2 separate regions of the Mus musculus genome follow, and region 2 is linked to region 1. Evidence: chromatin contacts called from public HiChIP or PLAC-seq data. All regions are on one chromosome and are shown on one strand. Each heading gives the region's core, a stretch centred on a gene start, on an enhancer-like site or on the middle of the called end of the contact. The rest is flanking DNA. Distances are from core to core; before and after follow the strand shown.

The links. HiChIP or PLAC-seq counts read pairs in DNA pulled down with a chosen protein or histone mark.
Region 2: a contact with region 1 is called in an H3K27ac HiChIP or PLAC-seq map of VIP interneurons, with 3 times the contacts expected there. The contact joins the promoter of Kcna3 here to the enhancer-like site in region 1. A contact is called at or near these places in 15 of 39 promoter capture datasets (the 3T3-L1 cell line, 3T3-L1-derived adipocytes, the C10 cell line and 11 more), 1 of 15 datasets of contacts at CTCF or cohesin (CD8 T cells), 11 of 484 Hi-C or Micro-C datasets (B cells, CD4 T cells, Th1 cells and 7 more), 9 of 115 datasets of contacts at active chromatin or transcription factors (the 230-238 cell line, CD8 T cells, the SCID.adh cell line and 6 more) and 2 of 9 other capture datasets (adipose tissue and liver).

Annotation. Positions count from the first base shown.
Region 1 is chr3:106,974,550-106,980,255 of GRCm38.p6, forward strand. All of the region lies in intron 1 of Gm27008 (a long non-coding RNA gene), which reads right to left. Among named protein-coding and RNA genes, the nearest start is that of Gm27008, 4.2 kb to the right of the region's middle. Within about 2 kb of position 4,337, at least 21 of the 459 cell types and tissues checked have an H3K27ac peak or open chromatin away from gene starts, as enhancers often do. A contact at or near this core is called in SST interneurons, VIP interneurons, cerebral cortex and 3 more, where this site is marked.
Region 2 is chr3:107,032,437-107,038,056 of GRCm38.p6, forward strand. Kcna3 (potassium voltage-gated channel, shaker-related subfamily, member 3) reads left to right here and starts at 3,726. Exons shown (of 1, transcript NM_008418.2): 1 at 3,726-5,620. The coding sequence starts at 3,987. The coding sequence ends at 5,573.

The DNA of each region.
Region 1 (5,706 bases), core at 3,087-5,586:
TAATCAGTGAGATGAAAGGCTCAGATGTGAAGACTTCCCACTTACCTCTTCCTGTCTCTTAAGAGATGTTCTCGACAGTTCTGTACTGGAGGCTGCCCCTCTCACTTTCTGCTTAGAAACACTTCTGATAGCCCAGAAGTCTGCCAGGCTGAGGCCAAGAGAGGACGAAAATAGATAGCCATGTAGTCAGCTGTCTACACTCAGTCTAGACCAGTGGTTCTCAACCTTCCTAATGCGTTGATCCTTTAATACAGTGCCTCATGTGGTGGTGATCCCCAACCATAATATTATTTCAATGTTACATTATGACTATAATTTTGCTATTGTTATGAATTATAATGTAAATATCTGGTATGCAGGATATCTGATATTGACCCTTGTGAAAGGTTTAGTCTCCCAAAAGGAGTCAACCCACAAGTTGAGAATCTCTGCCCTAGATCAAGGAATTCATGGAGACCACACCCTGATGGTTAATGGGTCAATGGGGAGGGGAACTTTTAAAGTACATAATAGACACATACATAATAGGCCCCAGGACAAAGGTTTGTTATCATCATTGATGTCAAATTCAATGCAGTCTCACCCTCTAGAATTCCTCTGAGATTCTTAGGACTCTTCTCCTAGAGACAGCCCCATAACCACTTCCTAGCTCCTATTTGTTTGTTTTGGATATGATCTGTCATGGCAAAATGGAGGGTGATCAAGTAAGTAGATCTTTCTGTACTTTAAAGCAGTAAATGTAAGTGAATGAGGGAAGCTGGGCTGCAGTTCAGTGGTAGAGTGTTTGCATGGTATGTGTGGTAACATAGGTTCAATTCCAGGTACTGCCAGAGAAAAAGAAAAGAAAAGAAAAGAAGAGGAAAGAGAAAAGAGGAGAGGAGAGGAGAGGAGAGGAGAGGAGAGGAGAGGAGAGGAGAGGAGAGGAGAGGAGAGGAGAGGAAAGGAAAGGAAAGGAAAGGAAAGGAAAGGAAAGGAAAGGAAAGGAAAGGAAAGGAAAGGAAAGGAAAGGAAAGGAAAGGAAAGGAAAGGGAAAAGATGAGAAAGAGCTAAGATGTGGTAGAGAGAGATGGGGGAAGAGAAGAAGGGAGAGGGAGCAGTATCCTGCCAAGACCACCTCAGAGCATAGATGTGTGACTTAAATCACATAATCCCAAGTAGCCTTGTAGGCAGTGAGGTCTTAGTTGTTGGGGTCTCAGCATATGACTCTGGTCTTGGTCTCAGAACTAACTGGCTCAATACTATAGGGTAGCTTTCCACTCAAACATCCTTCAGGGTCAATGCTATCCCCATTGCACCTATTTACCCAGAGCCTAGGTACCTCTCAATGTACCTTGTTCTCTTGGACAATCTAGTTTTGACCCTGGAAAATCAGAGGCTAATAACTCAGCCTTCTGCCTCCTCATCTCCCCATCCATTTCCTGCAGTCACATTTTCACAAGTGAACAGACAAAAGATGGCTGAATCTTGGAGGATAGAGATTATATTTGTGAGTCCCTTTTGTGGTACCTATAGAACTCATGAGCCAACACAGAACTAATCGTCTAGTGTCTAAGATGTTATTTGCCTTAAGAGTAAAAAGGAAAAGGAGGAGCAAATTCTGGCTGAGAGACATAACTTCTCTCAGATGCTCTCAAACATATGTATATAAAGATCTACTATGTTGAGGCTTTGTCTCCGCTCCATGTCAAAGAAAGACTTTCTGAGATGAAAACAGGTGCTGTCAGTGGTGCCTGAGAGACACCACAAGCACTGTCACTCCCGAGGTAACACAGCAGCCAAATAAAATACTTACAGAGAGTTATTTGGGGATAGAAAGAAACCAAAATGAAAGCAGCCACTTCTCTTTACTCTACCCATTTCTCCATGACCATGACTGAAAGAGAAGGCAGGATGAAAGAGAAGGGGGAGGTATCTAGAGAGTAACTGTGGGAAGGATTGGGAGAATTGTATGAAGGTCAACCTTGTTAAGGATCTGGGCTTTGAAATAAAGTGGTGCAGGTTCAGATAAATCCTGGTTATGCCACTTTTAAATTACGTGATACTGGGGACGTTATCTTACCCTAGCAAGCTTTCATTTCCTCACTGGTAAAATGATTAGCCACTTTATAAAGTTAGCTGGCACTATGCCAGTAGTAAGTATGTAGTGTTATCTGAAATGTTAAGCTTGCTCTAATTTCCATACCCTAAATAAATCATGCAATCATAGAGCATTTAAGAATGTCCTGGGCTGACTGCGATATATCTTCCATGCTTGCTAGTCTTAGTACTGACAGAAAACTCTTCAAGGCTATAGGAGGAGAAAGATGTCAATGATCCAGCACAGATCCTGCAGGCTAGAGTATGGATCTGCCAAGTAAGACGGGCTTACTGGTTCAAAAACAGTGATATGACTATTATGGAAGAAACCAACTGCTTTCTGATTGGACTTGAGCCTGCTCCACCACAGGGAGGTGCTTACTTAGTACTATAAACCTGGTCAAAATCTCCTGGCTGAGGAGGTCATCTGCCCCAGGGCAGGAGCTGCTATTGCTTTACTAAATGGCCATGCTGTCAAACAGCTTTTTAAATATTCATGTTTTTATACACAGATTTGTGCTAGTCAGAGAAGCTTCTTTTTGCAGCAGAAACTGGTTAATGCTGAAACTCGCAAAAGTGATGAGTCAAAGTGTTGAGAATAAGTGACTATTGAATATTTAGCCCTAAGTGAGACATCTATACCAACACACACTTGCACTCACACACACACACACACACACACACACACACACACACATGCCACACATGCCACACATGCCACAAATGCCTCAGTTTAAGGAATAACAGAGAAGAAGCAGGGAGAATATAAGAATGGGAGGATGTGGAGGAGCACCGTGAAAGGTCTTCAGGGCATGACATGGCCATTGTACTCATTGTACTTCATAACTGTGGTTATCTGAACAAGATCTCCTTAAGATCAAGCCAGCCAAAAGCCTGGCATAGATATCGTAGGAGTTCACAAGGCTTCAACCCTATCTGAGAAACTATTGGCAGTTTGATGACTCCTGGGGAAGATAAAGTTATCTTTCTTTGGGTGTGGCAACTGATAAGTTGCCTATGTTCCAGCAGATGGTCCCATACTCGTGCACATACAGACTGATTCTATTCAGTGTGTTAATTTCATTTTTTTAAAAGAAGAAATGAAGTTTAGAGAGGGATGTATTGGAGGAACAGGGAAACTGGATAGAGAAAGTAGGAGTATATATATAATAAAATAGATTGTTTACATGTTATGTAGAATTCTCAAAGAATAAACAAAAATACTATATTTCTTAAAAAGAAAGTTTTGAAAGGGCCTTGGTAAATTGCAAAGGAGCTAGATCAGGTATGACAACCTCATGAACCAATATTTCAGAATTCCCTGTTTTTTTCAGGTACCAATTCTGCAGTCACCACTGGAGCCCAAGAAAGCAAGAACAGGCTTTCTCTCCTAAGGTATCTGACTTGGAGTCATACCTCTAACCTCAAATCTCAAGTTAACATTTAAGCATCTCTCAGTAAAATATGTCTCCCAAAGATGACTTCTGTCTCTGACTAAATGTAGAATGCACTTCCCAAGTACTGGGTGAGATACTAAACAAGTTTGGGATTCTGTAGATAAGACCATTGAACGAGTAATGAGTTTCTGGGGAGCAAGCGTTTGGTGGCTAGAAGACATGAAGAAGTGGGTCCTAGGCTCTCAGCCTCTGTGACAGGAATGCTGAGCTTTGTTTCTGAGAAGAGACAGAGCACCGAGCCTGTCTTCTCTCCTCCTCCTCTTCCTCCTTCTCTTCCTCCTTCCTTTTCTACTTCAAAACTTAGTCTGAGTTGAAATTTAAGATCACATTTTACCACCCTAGGCAATGGGCATGCACATTCTCATCTTTTTGTTTGCTTTGTGAAATTTTCTTCTAAATGAAGACACCTGAAGATGGAAAATTGAGAATGTCTTTGGATGCACAGTGCATTGATCACTGAAGCATGCCCTACAGACCTTAGTGTGTGCACAGCCTGAGTCCAAAGGAAAGTAGACTGAGAGGCCCACATCAGGAACACTACTCTGCCGAGGAGAACCGGTGAGGTGGCCCTGGAGGAAGATGGGGACTCAACTGTCCCCCCACACACAAACAAACACCCTGCCCATTCTTTTCCCTCTCCTAACCTAATGTATTCTCCTTTTCCTCATGCTTCTTATCCAAGTTCCTAACCAGTTGCTTTGATGTTCCCTTCTAAATATGTTTCAAAGCTCATTAGGCAGCAGAGCGTGCTCCCTACACACTGAGCGAGCATTCAGCTGACATTTCTCAGTGCCTTCAGTACTCTCCGAAGTCCTCCATCCTCCTCACCCTGGAGCCCAGACAACAGGCATCTGCCTACAGCAAACACAGACTTGGCTCTGCAGCCTCAGCCCGGAAGGGGTGCCTGTGAGGCAGAAGAAAGGAGAAACTGCCTGCTAGATTCCCTTTAGGGTTGCTACCTCGTTAATGAACACTGTGGGCAGGCGAGAGAAATGGGAGCTGAAAAGAAAATCATAATAGCAAAAAAAAAAAAAAAAGAAAGAAAGAAAGAAAGAAATCAGCTTGTTTTTACATCACCATTTATATATAGCCTCCTCTGTTTCTCACGTCTCTTGTCTATTGTGTTTTCATTTCTGTATTAGTTTCCTACAGCTGCCATAACAACGTACTACAAACGCCGTGGCTTAAAGCAGCAGAAATTATTTCTCTCATGGTTTCAAAAGCTGGAAGCTTAACACCAAGCTGCCACCTGAGCCATGCTTTCCCTGAGATCTTCAGGAAAAGCCTTGTACTCCTTTTTGATTTCCAGAGGCTTCTAGGAGCCAACAGACTTCCTTGTCATAAGTCTACACCATTCTATTCTGGTATTGCATGGCCTTTCTGCCTCTACATAAACCCTTGTATCCTTTCCTCTTCTAGTCATCAGTCCTTGGGTTTGGAGCTCACTGGCTCAGTATAATTATCTTAACTAATCTCCATCTTTACATACTCCATTACTAGCTGAGGTTGTATTCTGATGTTGGAGTGGACATATGTCTATGGGAACATTATTCAGCTCATCACAGTACCATTTTGAGTACGCTCGTCCACTAAGTAGGCCCTCTTAACCAAATATGCAGCTGTGTATCCCTCACTTTTCCTGTAACTTCTCATCTTCCCCAATCCTTTTCAAATGTCCTTATTCAGTATCTTTTGTATCTATACACAGTATATTTTGTATTCGTCATTGTTCATTGTAAGTTATGTTCTCCTGAAACTGGGCCTGAACGTGAACATTTGACTACAAGTCCTTACTCGGAAGGCATCCTTCAAAGCACCTGGGGTGGGGAATGAGGAAAGTCAGGAAGTCGACATTGTTATACTGTGGGAATAGGTTCAGTTTCACTGGGAACATCTGGAAGACTATGTAGAACACATTCGGAGCTGTTCTGTATACAAGGCCAGGAAGTTGAGGTATTTCTCTCCCAACTCCTATCTGTCACTAGCTAACTGGACTTCTTATCAGGAGCAGCAACTCCACTCACCTCAGACTTGCGCTTTGGACAGGCTGAGCAGTGGCCTATAACATGGAAACCCAAAAGGCCAAGGAAATCGCCAGTCGTGCCAGCAAGTAACTGAGATCTGCCCAGGATCCAAGGTCAAAGGAAGCTGATGGACCACGCAGTGGCCAGCA
Region 2 (5,620 bases), core at 2,476-4,975, 57 kb after region 1:
TAAGATAATGGTAGCTAGGGGTAGGAGGCTCATGAGGTCTCACTTCTCTCTCCCTGATAATGGTCACTGGGAAAGAAAACTTATTTTCAGTACTTCCACCACTGATGGAGAATCCATAATCTTGTACATAATCTCCCTTTTAAAAAATCACAGAGAGAGAGAGAGAGAAAGAGAGAAGGAGAGAGAGAGAGAGAGAGAGAGAGAGAGAGAGAGAGAGAGAGAGAGAGGGAGAGAGAGAGAGACCCATGAACCTAGAATGGAGACTAGATGGAGGAAGAAGAGAATCTTTTGGGGGTGGGAAGATAGGTTAAGGGGAGTGAGTATGACTTTTAAAATACAATATGAAGTATATAAAATTATAATTAAATCTATTGTTATATATAACTAATACATGTAAATAAAAACACAAAATATAATTTCAGTAAGTTAATCCAAGGAGGAGAGGGAAGCAGATTAACAGAGCACAGATGGAAGAGAGAGGAAAGAGTATTTATTTAAAATCAGGCAGTAGCGGTGAGGGAAGGCATTACTTACTTTTTACATGAAGAAATACTGTTATGGAGCAAGTCATGTGAAAATCTAGAGAAAGAGCATTTGAGGGACAGGGAAGAGAAAGTATGAAGACTGATATAGAAATTAACTTGATATGATTCAGAATCACCATGACCCTGCCTGGCTTCAATGGGCTGAATGGCTACAGGTTATATCCTATGCTATTTCTTTACTTTCCTGTATTGTTAATTAAAAGCATTGAATTCTTGTATTGTTAACTAAAGGCACAGACTTATAGCCTTTCTTCTGAATTCTGTGTAAGTTGAATTCTTAATAACGGACAGGTCTATATATTTAAAGTTAGGAAAGCACAATGCCTAGTATGTGGGTAATTGTTCTTTCTCCATTCTTGTATCTATAAATGTGAGTTAGGATAGTTCCTAATCCTTTCACATCCTCAGATACCCCAGAGCTATTCCCAGATGTTGCTTCCCATCTGGTGAACAAATGCGAAGCTATTTCTATTCCTGCTACGGCAGGTCAGAAGCCAAACCTATACGTAGAGCAAATAGAAAGGCCAAATGCTAAGACTCACTTGCTGCTTGCAAACCTGATGGTTTTACTTCGACTTGAATACTAGGGACTGAAATGCAAAGCAATCCTGCACAGGCTCTGAGAAGCTGTTTGCTTTGCCACAGTTCTACACTTAAACATTATAATAATAATATTATTATTATCTCACAGGGGTGTCATGAGGATTAATGAGACATTATCAAATCACTTTGAGCTACTCCCCTGGGGGTACTAAATAAATGGTATGTGTCCCCCTGAAGTGCCACTTTTGACATTGATTTGTTGCAACTGGTTCTGCTGTCCAACAGGGCTGGAACGCTCCCACCAGCCCGTTTCCTATAGGCGAACAAGTAGCCATCAAAAGGCACTGGTTTTCAGTTCAAATAAATATGAATTGAAAGAGAACAGTCAGCAATCAGAGGCAAATAGGCTGCTCTTTGAAATCCAGTATTTATCAAGTGCTCACGGTGATCAGCATGAGTGTTTCCCAGTGTAATATAATACTGCAAACACTAGATTTGGGACCGATCCAAGATTTTAGGACCAGCCCTGTCACTAACCAGCTATGTGAGCTAAACTGCTAAACTTCTCTAGATCTCAATTCTAAGATAAGGGCTGTCCTAATAAGGCCATCAAGGTCTTCCAGACAAAGCAAATGGATGAAAGCAGTGAGAATAGGCATTCTGAAAGAGAGATACTTTACAGCAGGGAGAAACGTGTGACCATCCATCACGGGACCATCCTCTGCTCTCATCTCCTTTGCCTTTGATTAATATTAATTTCAGTATTAATTCCTGCAAAAGTAAGAATAAATCATCTCCCCAGTCAGACATAGAAGTGCAAGAAACAGTCTTTAAAAATAGGGTCTTTGCCTCTCAGTGAGCTCTCCTTGTGACACTCCGTCTTTCCCAATCTTAGATTTACAAAAATAAATATGTAAATATTCATCAACTGTTCCCCTAATCACTGGTTAAAATAAGAAGCTGACCATTGCACAACAGATTGCTCTGAAACTGTGTATTTAAGAGGGATTTAAATGGTTTCCCAGTTTCTTCATCTGACAATAGACTCCACTCTCTGCAGTGCCCAGCACTCAGATGGTTGTAAAGCGAAACATGAAGGAATGATAAAACAAAAACAAACAAACAAACAAACAAACAAACGAAAACCTGGTGCTTGTTACACCCCCAAATGCTGCTCTAGAAACTTGTAGGGTGATTGGACTGCTGGCTCAGCTCTCCCTCGCTCCCCAGCCCAGGAATCACAATAGGGTCCTGAACTCAAAAGAAGAAATATCTCCCCAGAGCAGACAGAAATAAATACAAAGCATCACTTGTTGCAGAATTCAGTACAACAAACAAATGCTGAGATCCCAGGATTTCCAAGTTGCTAACAACAGAAGTTGGGCAAGCCCTCTTTATCATAGTTTAGTAGTTGGGAGAGGGGGTAAGAAAAACATGACGACAGATCACTCTTACATCAAACTGAATTTTCAGCTAACTTCATGGAATGAGTGAATGTCTAGACAATAGTTCCTCTTTTGCAAACGATTGCAATGATTCAAGGGGGTAACAGAATTTTGTAACTCTGGTACTTATACTTGGGGTAGCTAAATGTCTGGGAACAGAAATTATGTTTAAAGCAACCAGCACAATTTAGAGAAACAGTTTAAGGGAGATAATATTTTCTGTAGGCCCATATCAAGCAAGAGAGGCACAATCTGCAAAATGAAGGCTTTCCCACATTAACAGCTAAAATACACTTTCTCGAGTTCCCTACTGCAAGGGCAGGTATCATTGTGTTAATTAAACGCTAGGTATTGGGCCTGTTCGTCACACAGTAAGGTGTGGTGAATTTTCTTTACCATTCCCTCTTATTTTTTTCCACTGCCCTCACTAATCCCAACCAGAAACTTGCCCCTGATTCTGCCCGCACTGAGCTAACCATTATAAAAATGAGGTCTCCAGATGCCTTTAAGGACCCTCTTTTTAGACTGCTGGGAAGACTTGAGACCCCATGTTACCCATTAACCCATTGCTTCCTGTCCAAAAATATCGTTTACTGCACCAACACCCAGGTTTTAGCATTATTCTACCCCTCTAAATCCGGATGCTGGCCCCAGACTATCCTATCCTGCACTAGCCCAGACAACCTAGCCTGCAGCCCCTCCTCCCAAGACATTCAGGGTCTGGATGCCTGGATGCCTCCTTTGCTTGGGACTTTTTGTTACCTACTCTAGTGGAACTTGCCCTTCTTGGCAAAGTGTCAAGGGCCAGGAGGCCTCCCTTCGAGGGATGAGGTGTGGTCCTTGCGTGGGTATAACAGCCCTGAGATTAGGTCTCGACCACGCGCGGGAAGGGAACGCGCGCTGACCAGGAGCGAGCAAGCAGAGCCCAGGAACGAGGTCAGGCGGCCGGGTTCCTCCAAGGCCAGCGTGGCTGGGTAGGGGTTCCGCGGAGTCTGGGGAGTGGGGTGCAAGTTGGCGGCGATCCAGTGACAAAGAAGGTCGAGGAACAAGGGTGGCAAGCGGGAAGCGGAGCGCGCGCGCGCGGTGGGCGGGAAACCCGGGGGCGGTGGCAGAGAGGCGGGCGCGCGCCCCGCGGGGAGGGGTGCGGAGGAGGGAGGAGGAGGCGTCTGGACCGTGCAGCCCCGCGGGCCGCGCCAGCCCAGACAGAGCCTCGCGGCAGCCGCAGCAACAGGCGGCGGGGCCGGGCTCGTAGGGCAGAGGCGGCGGTGGGGCGGGGAGCTCCAGGAGGAGCGACTCGGGCCGGCAGCCGCCAGCAGGGAAGGAAAGCACCGCCGCCTCCCGCGCTCGACCGCCGCAGCCCTCCACCCATCACCGCGCCCACCCTGCACCGGACCCCGCAGGAGGCGGCGCGCGCATCCTGCAGAGCCCCGGCCACGCCGAGCTGCCGCCAGACATGACCGTGGTGCCCGGGGACCACCTGCTGGAGCCAGAGGCGGCGGGAGGCGGTGGCGGGGACCCGCCTCAGGGAGGCTGTGGCAGTGGCGGCGGCGGTGGCGGCTGCGACCGCTACGAGCCACTGCCACCCGCGCTGCCCGCCGCGGGCGAGCAAGATTGCTGCGGCGAGCGTGTGGTCATCAACATCTCTGGGCTGCGCTTCGAGACGCAGCTCAAGACCCTCTGCCAGTTCCCCGAGACACTGCTGGGCGACCCCAAGCGGCGCATGCGGTACTTTGACCCACTCCGCAATGAGTACTTCTTCGACCGCAACCGACCCAGCTTCGACGCCATCCTCTACTACTACCAGTCCGGGGGCCGCATTCGCCGGCCGGTCAACGTGCCCATCGACATCTTCTCCGAGGAGATCCGCTTTTACCAGCTGGGTGAGGAGGCCATGGAAAAGTTCCGTGAGGATGAGGGCTTCCTGCGGGAGGAGGAGCGACCCCTGCCCCGCCGTGACTTCCAGCGCCAGGTGTGGCTGCTCTTCGAATATCCGGAGAGCTCCGGGCCGGCCCGGGGCATTGCCATTGTGTCAGTGCTGGTCATTCTCATCTCCATTGTCATCTTCTGCTTGGAGACGCTTCCCGAGTTTCGCGATGAGAAAGACTATCCCGCCTCCCCGTCGCAGGACGTGTTTGAGGCTGCCAACAACAGCACGTCGGGGGCCCCTTCTGGAGCCTCCAGCTTCTCGGACCCCTTCTTCGTGGTGGAGACCTTGTGCATCATCTGGTTCTCCTTTGAGCTTCTGGTGCGGTTCTTTGCTTGCCCCAGTAAAGCCACCTTCTCCAGAAATATCATGAACTTGATAGACATTGTGGCCATCATTCCTTATTTTATCACTCTGGGCACTGAGCTGGCTGAACGACAAGGTAATGGGCAGCAGGCCATGTCGCTGGCCATCCTGAGAGTCATCCGCCTAGTAAGGGTTTTCCGCATCTTCAAGCTCTCCCGCCATTCTAAGGGGCTGCAGATCCTAGGACAGACGCTGAAGGCTTCCATGCGGGAGCTGGGGCTGCTCATATTCTTCCTCTTCATTGGGGTCATCCTTTTCTCCAGTGCAGTCTACTTTGCTGAGGCAGACGACCCTTCTTCGGGTTTTAACAGTATCCCGGATGCCTTCTGGTGGGCAGTAGTAACCATGACAACTGTTGGTTATGGTGATATGCACCCAGTGACCATAGGAGGCAAGATTGTGGGCTCTCTTTGTGCCATCGCAGGTGTCTTGACCATTGCATTGCCAGTTCCTGTGATTGTTTCCAACTTCAACTACTTCTACCACCGGGAGACAGAAGGGGAAGAGCAAGCCCAGTACATGCACGTGGGCAGTTGCCAGCACCTCTCCTCTTCAGCCGAGGAGCTCCGAAAAGCCCGGAGTAACTCCACTCTGAGTAAGTCGGAGTATATGGTGATCGAAGAGGGGGGTATGAACCACAGCGCCTTCCCGCAGACCCCCTTCAAAACGGGCAACTCCACAGCCACTTGCACCACGAACAATAACCCCAACTCCTGTGTCAACATCAAGAAGATATTCACTGATGTCTAATATATGATACGGTTGCCAATTCTGTGCCCAGTATTGTGTGGAACATG